2 separate regions of the Arabidopsis thaliana genome follow, and region 1 is linked to region 2. A link is a contact called in public capture Hi-C data. All regions are on one chromosome and are shown on one strand. The core of a region is the stretch at or near the end of the contact, and the rest is flanking DNA. Distances in the headings are between cores, read along the strand shown. Region 1 holds the start of MSH3 (homolog of DNA mismatch repair protein MSH3). Region 2 holds the start of AT4G25410 (basic helix-loop-helix (bHLH) DNA-binding superfamily protein).

Evidence for each region. Capture Hi-C pulls out chosen DNA fragments and counts their contacts.
Region 1: a contact with region 2 is called in a capture Hi-C map of seedling, with 1.8 times the contacts expected there. A contact is called at or near these places in 11 of 26 Hi-C or Micro-C datasets (callus, leaf, root and 3 more) and 1 of 3 other capture datasets (seedling).

Annotation. Positions count from the first base shown.
Region 1 is chr4:13,045,160-13,051,031 of TAIR10.1, forward strand. MSH3 (homolog of DNA mismatch repair protein MSH3) reads right to left here and starts at 3,103. Exons shown (of 12, transcript NM_118686.3): 1 at 2,021-3,103; 2 at 1,572-1,763; 3 at 1,244-1,408; 4 at 1,057-1,155; 5 at 563-814; 6 at 1-67. The coding sequence starts at 2,956. AT4G25550 (Cleavage/polyadenylation specificity factor, 25kDa subunit) reads left to right here and starts at 3,208. Exons shown (of 7, transcript NM_118687.3): 1 at 3,208-3,478; 2 at 3,988-4,033; 3 at 4,691-4,784; 4 at 4,876-4,949; 5 at 5,279-5,365; 6 at 5,449-5,559; 7 at 5,643-5,872. The coding sequence starts at 3,360. The coding sequence ends at 5,714.
Region 2 is chr4:12,981,825-12,987,844 of TAIR10.1, forward strand. It overlaps AT4G25410 (basic helix-loop-helix (bHLH) DNA-binding superfamily protein), which reads left to right and starts at 3,837. Exons shown (of 4, transcript NM_001341730.1): 1 at 3,837-4,172; 2 at 4,335-4,694; 3 at 4,779-4,904; 4 at 5,292-5,697. The coding sequence starts at 3,948. The coding sequence ends at 4,859. AT4G07375 (a long non-coding RNA gene) reads right to left here and starts at 3,206. Exons shown (of 1, transcript NR_142136.1): 1 at 2,944-3,206. AT4G25400 (basic helix-loop-helix (bHLH) DNA-binding superfamily protein) reads left to right here. Exons shown (of 3, transcript NM_118672.4): 2 at 1-90; 3 at 449-760. The coding sequence ends at 511.

The DNA.
Region 1 (5,872 bases), core at 1,853-4,352, 63 kb after region 2:
CTTGCTTTATGCCAAGCCGCTGAATTTGCTTCCCCGCAAGTAAAATAGCTTCCATAACTGCAATGAACTTTTCATCCAAAAAGTTAAGAACCCTCAAGCCAGGTGAGGAGGAGCTGTAAAGCAAGAGCTAGTTAACAAAAACAGGGGTGGGAAGCAAAACTCGTATAATTCTGCACTCTATCCTCCTCTCCCCTTTGTTTATTTTTCTTAATCAAGATAACTAAGAATTGGCGCGGTGATGTTTATAGCTTTACATATGACTATATAGAAAACGAAAATCATCGTGAGAAAAGAGGATAGGATATTGAATAATGTCTAACAGATCCTATAACCATGAAACAAGTATCTCTATGACTAGATATCACAAAGATACCAATACGCTGTATTATTTGCCAACTCACTTCAGAGGGATTTTTTAATGATTAGACTTGGTTTATCAATATACATGGGGGCGATTTAAACTTCCTTTGTGGACAAAATTATTACAGTATTGCACTATATGAGTTGAACTAACTTACACAGGCACATACATAAGAGGGCAAAGGACAGGCCAAATTTTTACCTCTGTGGCTTTAGCAGTCCGATGAAAGATTCTTGTTATTCCACGTTGAATATCAGATGATCTAGACATAGCTGTCAAGACTGAGGAGAGCACGAGATAAAACTCAGGTGATACAATTGCTCTCTCAGAACCTTCTTCAACCAACTCACTGCTGAGCTGGGAAGAACTATGAGATCCCATGCAAGCAGAAATCTCAGAAACAGCATCAAGCCGAGCAGATATCAAATTTCTATCGCATAGAGGATGAGTCACCTGTTGAAATGAAAGTGTCCACAAATCATGATAAGAGATCTTTTAAAAAATTTCCCTACCACTTAGCAAAAAGTCAATGAGGAGTAAGTACAGAAATCTCAAATCTCTCCCCTTCAAAAACTGAAAGATGCCAGTAAAGTCTTTTTTTTCTTTACTATAAGACGACTTACTGCATCTATAGAACTACAAATAAACAAAGCCCTTTTGCGGAAAATCTAAGAAGAAAAGAGATTGTGTCTTACCCAGTGTCTAAGAAGCCTGGAACCATATACTGTAAGTGTGTGATTCATATTATGGAATAAGGAGCCAGATTCCGATCCATCTGAATTATTTTTCACAACCTGAATATATATAAAAATTATTTTAAGAGAAACTCAGTTAGGAAACTTAAAACTGAACATGTGACTAGCCAAATAAAGCGGAAAGTACCTCCAACTGTTGCAGAGTATTGGCTGAGAGAGTCATCTCTGTGTTACTTGACAAAGAGCGAAATGAGGCCCCTTGGTAAAGGATCCTTTCAAATCCAAACTGTTTGAGATGGCAAAACGTTAGGGCGAGGGCTTGAACAGTCAGATGTGGCATGTTCATAATTGTCTGCACCATCAACGAAGGAATAAATTAGCAGGAATTGCAGTAAGCATTTAATAGATGAAAAAAACTTTTTGAAAGCAAGATGTGGTCATTAACAATATCGCATTAACAGATCATCATAAAAAATAAAATAAAGGGAAAGTTTTTAGAAAGTCAAATGACATACATGAACTGTCAAGCAAGACATTCCTTTTTCAGCAGCCTCCAGCTTCATTTCTTTATCATCTTCTAAGTTACCTGCGCTGATTTTTTCACATAATGAAATAACCTCATCTACTGCATTACCATTGCTGAAACAATCCAGTGAGGCACGTTCCACTCGAACGTTTGAGGTAGGTCCAGCATGTGCCACCAAAAACTGCCAAACAAAGATACCACACGAACATCTATCAGTACATGTATACACATCGACCAAGAACAGAAGTTCTAGTCTTCAAAACTAATCCATATAGTGATTATACATACAGACAAAGATTCTTGTCAAACTGTTCATCAGGAAGGATTCAGGGATTAGTATAGACAGAATCTTGTAAAACTAACTGAGGAGCTAAATTGTTCAAAATTAATCAACAATGCTTGAATTAGTAATATTTACTCGTACACAGATAAACGTACCTTCTCAGTTTGTTGTGAAAGAGGCTGGCCAAGCAACAGCTCAGCTGGTGACAAGCTCAAAATCACAGCCTCTAATCCACTTCTCATGAAATTATCATTGAACTCTTCATAAACAACTTCACCTGTCGAAATTTCAACGCCAACAACACCGACTCTAACATCAAAACTCATTTCAATACCACAGCCTAATGTCTCCGACTTAACTCTCTCATCCACAACACAAACCAAGAAATTACTCTGTGAACCAAAACCTTCTTCACCACCACAACCACCACTTATATCCTCAGCCGCTTCAAGCGTGGCTTTGGTATACAACGCCGACAGTCCCCGGAAAAAAGGGCCGGTCCGGTTTGCACCATGGGACTTAATGGCTGCAGTTTCAGTCTGCTTCACTACACCAATCTTGTATCCTGCATTCACCAGTCTTCTCACATGGAAATTCAATCGAAATGTTGGCACACTCGCCGTCATGAAATTGTGATCCATATGAGCGTAAATACCCAACACGCGTGCTGCGATCTCCGCGTCTTCTCCGAAGAATCTGTACCTGTAACCAACTTCCACCATCAAAACCACATCTGGGTACTTGCTCTTTAGCTCCACCACTTGCTGTTCCAATGGTGTGTATTTCCTCGATGATGACGTTTCGGGAACATATTCCTCCGGCGAGGGTTCCAGAAATCTCTGGAGAAATCTTTGGTGTAAATTGGGATCGGGTACTGGGTTTTGAGTGTGAGGAGAAAGTTTAGGCTTTTTGGGTGACGCGGCGGCGAGGTGGTCGGAGAGAAGCTTACGCTTGGAAGGAGAGAAGGATACAGTGGCGGATATCTTCGGTGGCGGTGTTGATGATTCGGCTACCGGATTCGGTTCGTGAGTCGGGGATTTGGGTTTGGGAGCGAAGAAACGAGAAATCGTCTGCTGCTTTTGCTTGCCCATAATTGCTTTATTCGTAATCTCCTCCGTTTAAGAGAAATGGAAGGTCGTGGTCGTGGCTATGGCGAACTTGGGTTGCCAATTTTCGCGCGCTTTCTTAGGTTGCCAATCTCTCTAATCCATCACTGTCACTGAACAACAAAGTGACGAAGCCATCGGTTCGGAGCGGTTATTATGGGCCGGGTCTTTATAAATGGGCCGGTATTTTTTAAATGGGCCTAAAGTGCCACTATAACAAATGAGTATACTCTAGAAGTTGGTGGTGTCATTAATTCTCCGTCGAGATCGCTTCTCTCCCCGTTGCCGTCCGTCCCCACCGCTGAGTGATAGATCGAAACAGAGAAACACACACGGCGAAGAAGATTTCACCATATTTTGTCTAAGTGGATTCTGTTGAGAGAGAGAGATGGCTATGTCTCAGGTGGTGAACACGTACCCGCTTTCGAACTACAGCTTCGGAACTAAGGAACCCAAGCTGGAAAAGGACACCTCCGTCGCCGACCGGCTCGCTCGTATGAAAATCAAGTACGATTCCTCTTTCCTTCTTTCTCTTTTTTGTTTTCTTCTTATAGCTACTGCTGGAGAAGATGCCTGAGAATTGAAAACCCTAGAAATCTCCAGGCTTTTACATTCTTAGATCATGATCTCGATGTTTTCTAAATGCTTATCTGCTTTCTCGCTGCTGCTGAATTTACTAGCTTCTCCTTAAAGGAATAATCTTTTGGCCATTTTACACAACTTTAAGGTTTCAAAACTACAACTTGGTGGTACATATATTGTTAGAACAACTTCTTCCAACGATCTGTGTTTTTTTTTTGTGAACAAAGAACAGCTATAGGCTATTTAAATTTCCAGTGAATGATTTGATTAGGGAACAGATATAGCTACTGTATATGTTATACAATACTTTAGTTTTGCAAGTAAAGTCTCATGCTTTTTACATGGATACATGAAGTCTGGAATTTGATAGCTCTTACTTAAGACATTCTGGAGTCTGATTATCTCTTTCTTGTTTTCTTAATGGGGTGTTGCAGCTATATGAAAGAGGGCATGAGGACTAGCGTTGAAGGGATTCTACTGGTATGATAATTTTCGATCTGCTCTACTTGTTATCCAACTCTTCTGTAGTTTTCTCTGTGTTGTTTAACTGCCCACTGTCTTAAAATCGGTGGTACAGTTATGTGGTTCAAGACTTGAGTGGCCATACTGTCATATACATAATGCCACTGAAGTGTCACTTTATTTGTACTTAATCGTAGCGTTCTCTGTAAATATGTGTTCTCTACCCAATGTATCATTTAAAACTTGGCAGAGATATAGATCTGTGTGATATTTTGATTGAAGTCATCTACTTCCTTTTCTAGTTGCCATCTCCAACACAATTTTGTACTGATTGGGTAACCTTATATTACGAAGAAGCTCGAATCACATAAGTGGATTAATCTGACCTTAATATATAGTCACAAGCTTTATGGATCCAATGAACTTAACCTGCACTTAATAAGAGTCATAAAAGTGAAGGGTGCCATTTATTGATGCATCTTATTGTTCCGTTTCTTTCATTGTTTGTATGCACCATTGCCCTTCCAAGCTTTAATATTTTCCCATGGAGTATCATATGCTTCAAATAATTTGCGTTTGAGTCTAGCAATTACTACCACCTAATTTGATTTGATTTTAGTGATATCTCTCTAACCTAAGATTCTTCTTAATACCTTATGCTGCTTAACATATTAGGTGCAAGAACACAACCATCCTCATATACTTCTGCTACAAATTGGTAACACATTCTGCAAACTTCCAGGTGGACGCCTGAAGCCTGGTGAAAATGGTATACAGTTACCACCCGTTAGTAATACTTTCTACACTGTTATGAGTTTCTTGGCTGCTTAAGTTTTGGGTGTACTATGTTGTGTCTGCAGAAGCTGATGGTCTGAAAAGAAAGCTGACCAGTAAACTTGGAGGCAATTCGGCTGCTCTTGTACCTGACTGGACGGTACTATTCTGGTTTCTTCTTTTTCGTTGAGTGATAGTGACAAGATATTTAGGGGTAGATAGATGCCTTAAAAGAACTAGGTTGGTGTTGCATGTGCTTGCTCTTAAAGCAAACGAGAAGCAATTGAAATTATTTTGGTTATTACACTTAAGCATGCCAGGAATGAGGGTTCATAAAAGAAAACAAGGATAGGCCTGGTAGCTTTGCTAGAGAATCATATACGTACTAGATGAAGAAAGAAGACTTTGCCATGAGTCCACAGTTGTCTGATTGAGTTATGTATATAGCTCTGTCCCTGATCCGTTGGGTACTTTATGTCCCTTTAACAGGTAGGAGAATGTGTTGCGACATGGTGGCGTCCAAACTTTGAAACCATGATGTACCCGTATTGCCCTCCTCACATCACGAAACCAAAGGTAGTAAAAAAACACAATGTAAAGCTTCTCAGAATTTCCCTTTACTCTTCTCCTTATATCTCCTCTTTTTTGTGGAATGGCAGGAATGCAAGAGACTCTACATTGTTCACTTGTCTGAGAAAGAGTACTTTGCTGTGCCCAAAAATTTGAAGCTCTTGGCCGTCCCTTTGTTCGAACTCTATGACAATGTTCAGGTTTTGCTTATATCCAGAATACCAACCTTTGGAAAATGGTTTTTACCTCAAACATCTAACCGTATATTATTTTCTTGAAACAGAGATATGGACCGGTTATATCAACCATTCCGCAGCAGCTATCCAGATTCCATTTCAACATGATTAGTTCGTGATTTCGACTCGGTGTGTTCAAGAACAAGGAACCTATCAGATGGGTAAGTTACTTAGGTACGGTAGAGAGCTGTAGCTACCGGATTAGAGATGGGGTTTTCCAATGATGCGAGTTGGGTTTTTTGCATTATAGACTTGTTGGCTTTTATGTAGAACCGGT
Region 2 (6,020 bases), core at 2,587-5,086:
CTGCAAGTGCTTCGTGAACACGGTCTCTATGTTCTTGGCTACATCTGTTCCAGTGTAAATGATAGACTCATTCATACTCTACAGGCTGAGGTACAATATCTCGAGCTTACTAACTTTACAGCAATCGAAGCATTACTAACTTTACTAAGAATATAGAGAAATACTTAATCATAACATATATTTCTAACTAACTTTACTAAGAATATAGAGAAATACTTAATCATAACATATATTTCTAACTTTGTTAATGTTTTCGATCTTGTCGGCTTACAAACGCGTTTATGTCCTAATTTGGAATGGAATATAGAATATAGCATACATCTTCTTCATAGCTTTTTGGAATGGCTTATTGTATCAGAGTAATGAATATATATGTTTGAGTTAATATGTGAAGTTGATTTGCCTTATGTTGAGTTAATATGTGAAGTTGATTTGCCTTATGTTGCAGGTCAACGATCTGGCTTTGATCGACTTAGCAGACCTTAAGGATACACTTACCCTGATGAAGTAATTCAAATAATCAAACGTTTTTTTTCAGTAGATTCCTTTTAACTTCTCAAACCAAAACGATGTATATATATGGTTCTTAGTACTTTTACTGTGTATTTATCTAGCTACTTTAAAGAATTTGTGCGTAAGAAACTAATGCTAGCTAGCTTTAATATCACAACCATCTCTTACATATTATATAAACTATGGTCCATCTAAACTTTTTCTTTATCATTGATGTTTTGACTATCTTGTTTATTCACAGAAAAAAATCTTCATTTTGAAAATTTGATTAAATATCTTATGAAAACAAATTATCTTTCAAGAAAATATATTAGTTTACTCTATCTTTTGTTCATTAGGGACAATGACTATTATTTTGAGGATTACCGCATGAGGCCTTCTTATTTCTAGACGTCTCTGCTCCTATATATAAGTCATATAACATTCTTATCTGAAGATGTACGTAATCTGTCGAGTTAGGATATAATTAAGAGAATGGTGGAATTTAATTCGTACACATAGAATTAATGGTATAATTAATTTACTATTGTTGGTGTGAGTAGCATCAAATAGATGATAGAATAGTATTTTGAACAAAAATTCTGATAGATAGTATAAGCCTTCAAACTAAAATTGTTTCCGGACGAATACACGAAAAGAAAAATGAAATAATATTAACTTTCTAAAAACTCATCGATTGATGGGTATACACAAAATGGTTAAAAAGAAAAAAAAATGATTAACAGATTTTGAGATTATATAATACTGAAAATTTGAGTCGGAAATTGATTTGCAATATGCAAAAGACAAGAAACATGAGGCAAAGGAAAAACCATTTTTCAGAGAAATCTAAACATGTGAAATTCGTTTTTCTAAAAGTAACAATTTGCGAATTTATCAGCGACGGATATTTTTTAAAAATAATATGTAATGTTTCTGTTAGAAAGTACTTTTGGTTGACAAAAAGAACTGTTACAAACTTACTTTGTTGTGTACGCACTGTTACAAAATTATCAAATTTGAATCTTGAAAATGGTTAATTAGGGTTGTGTGATACGCACTCCAGATCTGTAATCACAAATTAGCTAATGACTATAAAGTCGATGCAAAAAGTAAAACATAGGGAATGTATATTATATGCCGCTTAGTTGAAAACCGCTACATATCTATGATCGATTTAAATATTTGAACTCTGGAACTGTTGACTTTTCTCTTAGACTTAAATTTTGGTAAACAATTTCAGCAACTAAAATGAGTGAGAAAACTTGGTTGTTGAAAAAAAAAGAGAGAGTGAGAAAACTTTGGTTTAGTTTTCTACAGTGACCAGCTTTGGGGTTTTGGGCGGAATTAATTAGCCAAGTAGGGTCTAGAAAATGTGATCTTTTAACACATGGCCAAAGTCGTTTATATTTGGTGATTCTGTTTAAAACTCACAATTTGTTTTTTTCTTTTCTTAAATTTTGAAATCATATCTATTTAGAACTAAAGTTCATCATAAATTTTGATGACCCTAATAAATAATATAGCGTCAATATAGAGAACTTAGCTGGAGATATATTGTAAATATGTTGTTGTAACGATCTATTACGAATAACTATTGAAATACAATACAATTATTTAAAAGAGCAATATATAATTGTATAATTTACCACATCATTAGGATACTTCGCCCCAAACACATATTTTAATTCGTTTGAACGAACTTAAATAAAAAAAATAAAAAAAATCATTGGTTAAAACTTTTTATTGCAGAAATAATTGGTTGTTACTGTAGAAATAGCGGCTTCTATTCGCAACCGTCAGATATACAAGTCTAAAGAGATGTCTTTAGTTTAGTCGTGACTCCTACAAGGCATGTGTGTACGATCGCCTGATAGGGAATAATTTAACTTTGCATAATCCATATTTTCCGACAATCATCGAGTTGACATGATTCGACATTTGGTCATACACGTAAATATAACAACGTGCTTCTAATTTTAATTTTATAAGATTAAAACTATCAGATAGTACTTTTTGGGATATAGGAAAAATGCATCTCATGTAATAAAACTATAGCAGAAACGTGTCTTAAAAATAATTTACATAATAAATAGTTAACTTGTTTTATCATGACTATAATATGCAAACATTATTGCGGTTGTACGCATGTAATAATATTACTGTATATAAACTGTTATATACCAGCTCTTATAACTTTAAAACTCTATCCATTTTCTTAACGTAATGTATAGTATAAGTGAATGAAATTTTTCTCTTTTTACAAATTTATCTGGTTTATAAAAGTTGCTAATATCAGGCATAATATGGCTTATGGCGTATATTGAGCATATCAGCATACAACACACATCCCTAAAGAAAAGACTTTGGTCAAACATCCAACGAGATTATCTTTTATAGTATAGTGGCTCTTAATATGCGTATATACATATATATAAAAAACAAGGGATTCGTGACAGAGAAGAAGGATTTGCTTTGCCTTGAAAGGATAACCTTTACCAAAAGGATTATTTTTTAATAATGGAAACTGTGGAGGGATGTCATGGTTTTTATATTCAAAGCATATTATATTGAAATAGTATCTTCTTAAGAACAGTATATCTTTAGCATTATATATCTGATACGCAATGGATATGGACGTTTAATAAACATGTGAAAAGACTAGTTGCAGTGTGAGCAGGTGCAAATAAAAAGAAAGGATCGGAGCCCACATGCGACCATCGCAACATCATCAACGGTTGAGATTTGAGGTTTTGTTTTCATGTATCCGAATCTTAAGACATGGTTGCACTTTCACGTCGACATTTGTCAAATAGTTATATTCTCCAGTTCCTCCTAGTTGTATGAGAATATAATTTTGTTTTAGAGAAAATGTGCATTATGGTTTTTTTTTTTTTCCAACAGTTTGCGTTTTAGATACTAATTCTGTATTTCATGGAAAGAGATGGATTCGCAATGGTATTTCACATAAAGGAAATTTTGTGTTGGATGATGGTATGACAAAAGCTGTTTGGAGGGTATAAATTATTAAGTTGACATTAATTTCAAAAATTTATAATTATGTGTTTTAATTCTCTTAATTAAATAAACTGTAGAGGATTTTATTTTGTTATGTATATATATTGACTATAAGTTGTATTCTACTAGTTTGTTACAAATCAAGCCCGAGGCTCATCCCATAAATGAAATAAAAAAAAACTGATAACTATTTCAATTTTATTTAAAAAAAAAAAAAGAGTAATTCCGTAACCTGCATTATTTGGTCCTCCTACTGTGTATCTATTTAATATTTAAATAATGGTCCTCCCTCTCACCTAAGGAGACATAGAGAACCATCTGGTTCTTTAAGGCACCATCATTCAACAAGTAAACAATAAAGGAAATTAAATTATCACAAGACAGAACCACAAAATCCTTTGGAGATCTGACACTGGTAAAGCTCAAAGTGTCAAACTATGGATCCTTATAAGAATCTTAATCCAAAAGGTTACCAGAGACAGAGACCGTTTAGCTCAGCCGGCGAGAGTGGCGGCAGCGGCGGCTCCGGTACGGCCCATGAAACAGATGACAATAAGAAGAAGAAGAAGCTTCTCCACCGCGACATCGAACGCCAAAGAAGACAAGAAATGGCTACACTCTTTGCTACTCTTCGTACTCACTTACCTCTTAAATACATCAAGGTTCATATTCTTAATTACTCACTCTTTTCTCTCAAATTTATTTACTTTTTCGTTATATCAATTGTTCGAAGAAACCAAGATTTGGTGAGATTTGGCTGCTAGGGTTGTGAATATGTCGTTTTTTGTATTTAATTTAGTTTTGTATTTAATCTTTATTTATAGGGAAAAAGAGCTGTGTCGGATCATGTAAATGGAGCGGTAAATTTCATTAAGGACACGGAAGCACGGATTAAAGAACTTAGTGCAAGAAGAGACGAGTTAAGTAGAGAAACCGGCCAAGGATATAAATCGAATCCGGATCCAGGAAAAACTGGATCCGATGTAGGCAAATCGGAGCCGGCGACTGTGATGGTGCAACCACACGTGAGCGGTTTAGAAGTGGTAGTGAGCAGCAACTCCTCAGGCCCCGAAGCTTTGCCACTATCAAAAGTGCTCGAGACAATTCAGGAGAAAGGGCTTGAAGTCATGAGCTCCTTCACTACAAGAGTCAATGATAGGCTCATGCACACTATTCAAGTAGAGGTATGGTTGGTTACAACATGTCAACATGCCATGTCAATGGAAGTTAATCTAGGGTTTCATTACATTTAACTATATTCAATACAGGTTAATAGTTTCGGATGCATAGACTTATTATGGTTGCAGCAGAAGCTAGTTGAGGATTTGATACTTTCGACGGGGTACTAATCATGCAGAAACATACCATTCGTAGTCCTAAAGAACTTCCTCATCGTATGATCTCTTTTACCCGAGCTCTTCATTCGTTATATGAGCTTAGCTAAATAGAAACTCATTTCCAAATTATTGTCCTTTTTAGATGTGGTATTGAAGCCTTGCATGTTAGTGGATATAAAACAGTATTTTTTGTAGATATCATATGTTTGTTGCTCCAATTATTGTTTTCTTGTTCATGAACTTATATATACTTAGAAGTTAAGAACTAATGTGAAAGTCATATATAATTATAAACACTAGAATTTCACATGGTTCTAGTTCATATATCAATGGAAGACTAATATTAGCAATGTTCGATATGGTGTATTTTTGTTCATGTGTTTTACAACATTATAACTATGGTTGATGTTCTAATGAACTAATCTCACCGTATACTTGATGCAGAAAAAATCAAAGTCTTCTTGAAATTTCGTTATGAGAGCAAGGTGCATAGGTGTTAAAGTTCATTCATGGATTGAGGTGTAGCTTTGGTTTAAACAAGTTCAAGTGACTTCATGGGGTAGATCATAACTTCACCATGATTCGCCGCCGTAAAGACCAAGGGTCTGATGTTTTCAGTAGAGATTTTTTTTTTCTCACGGGCAAGCCATTTTTTTGTTTCCCTTTCATTATAACATTTTGTATCACTCCATTGTTAGGTTTTCTTGGGTTTTCTCGTATGGAAAATAAGTTTTTCTGTAATACATATCCATGAATCATTTAGACCTGTATTAGAAGGAAAATCCGGAAGGGCATAGTAAAATAAAGGCCAATACAATAGCATAATATATATATATCGCCTAGTTCTAACCAGATAAGTATGAAGCAAGGGTAGGTGAGAACCATCTTTTGGGCTCTATAATAGTCAGAATCTGCTAGGTTGTTTCTAGCCTACTATTCTCTACGCTATCAGTACCACATTGGTGAATTAGATTTCGATATTTTATGTGAATTGTTCACACATAAAACTGCGAAAATTGAGAAGTAACATAACTGTTATCTCTACGATATATATCAAAGATGAGAGACTATATATGAAGTAGTAGCACTAACCTCGATACAACCAATCCTTTGGGCGATTCGAAAGTGGTAAAATAGAAGTTCCAAATAACTAACAGATGGTAATACTAACCA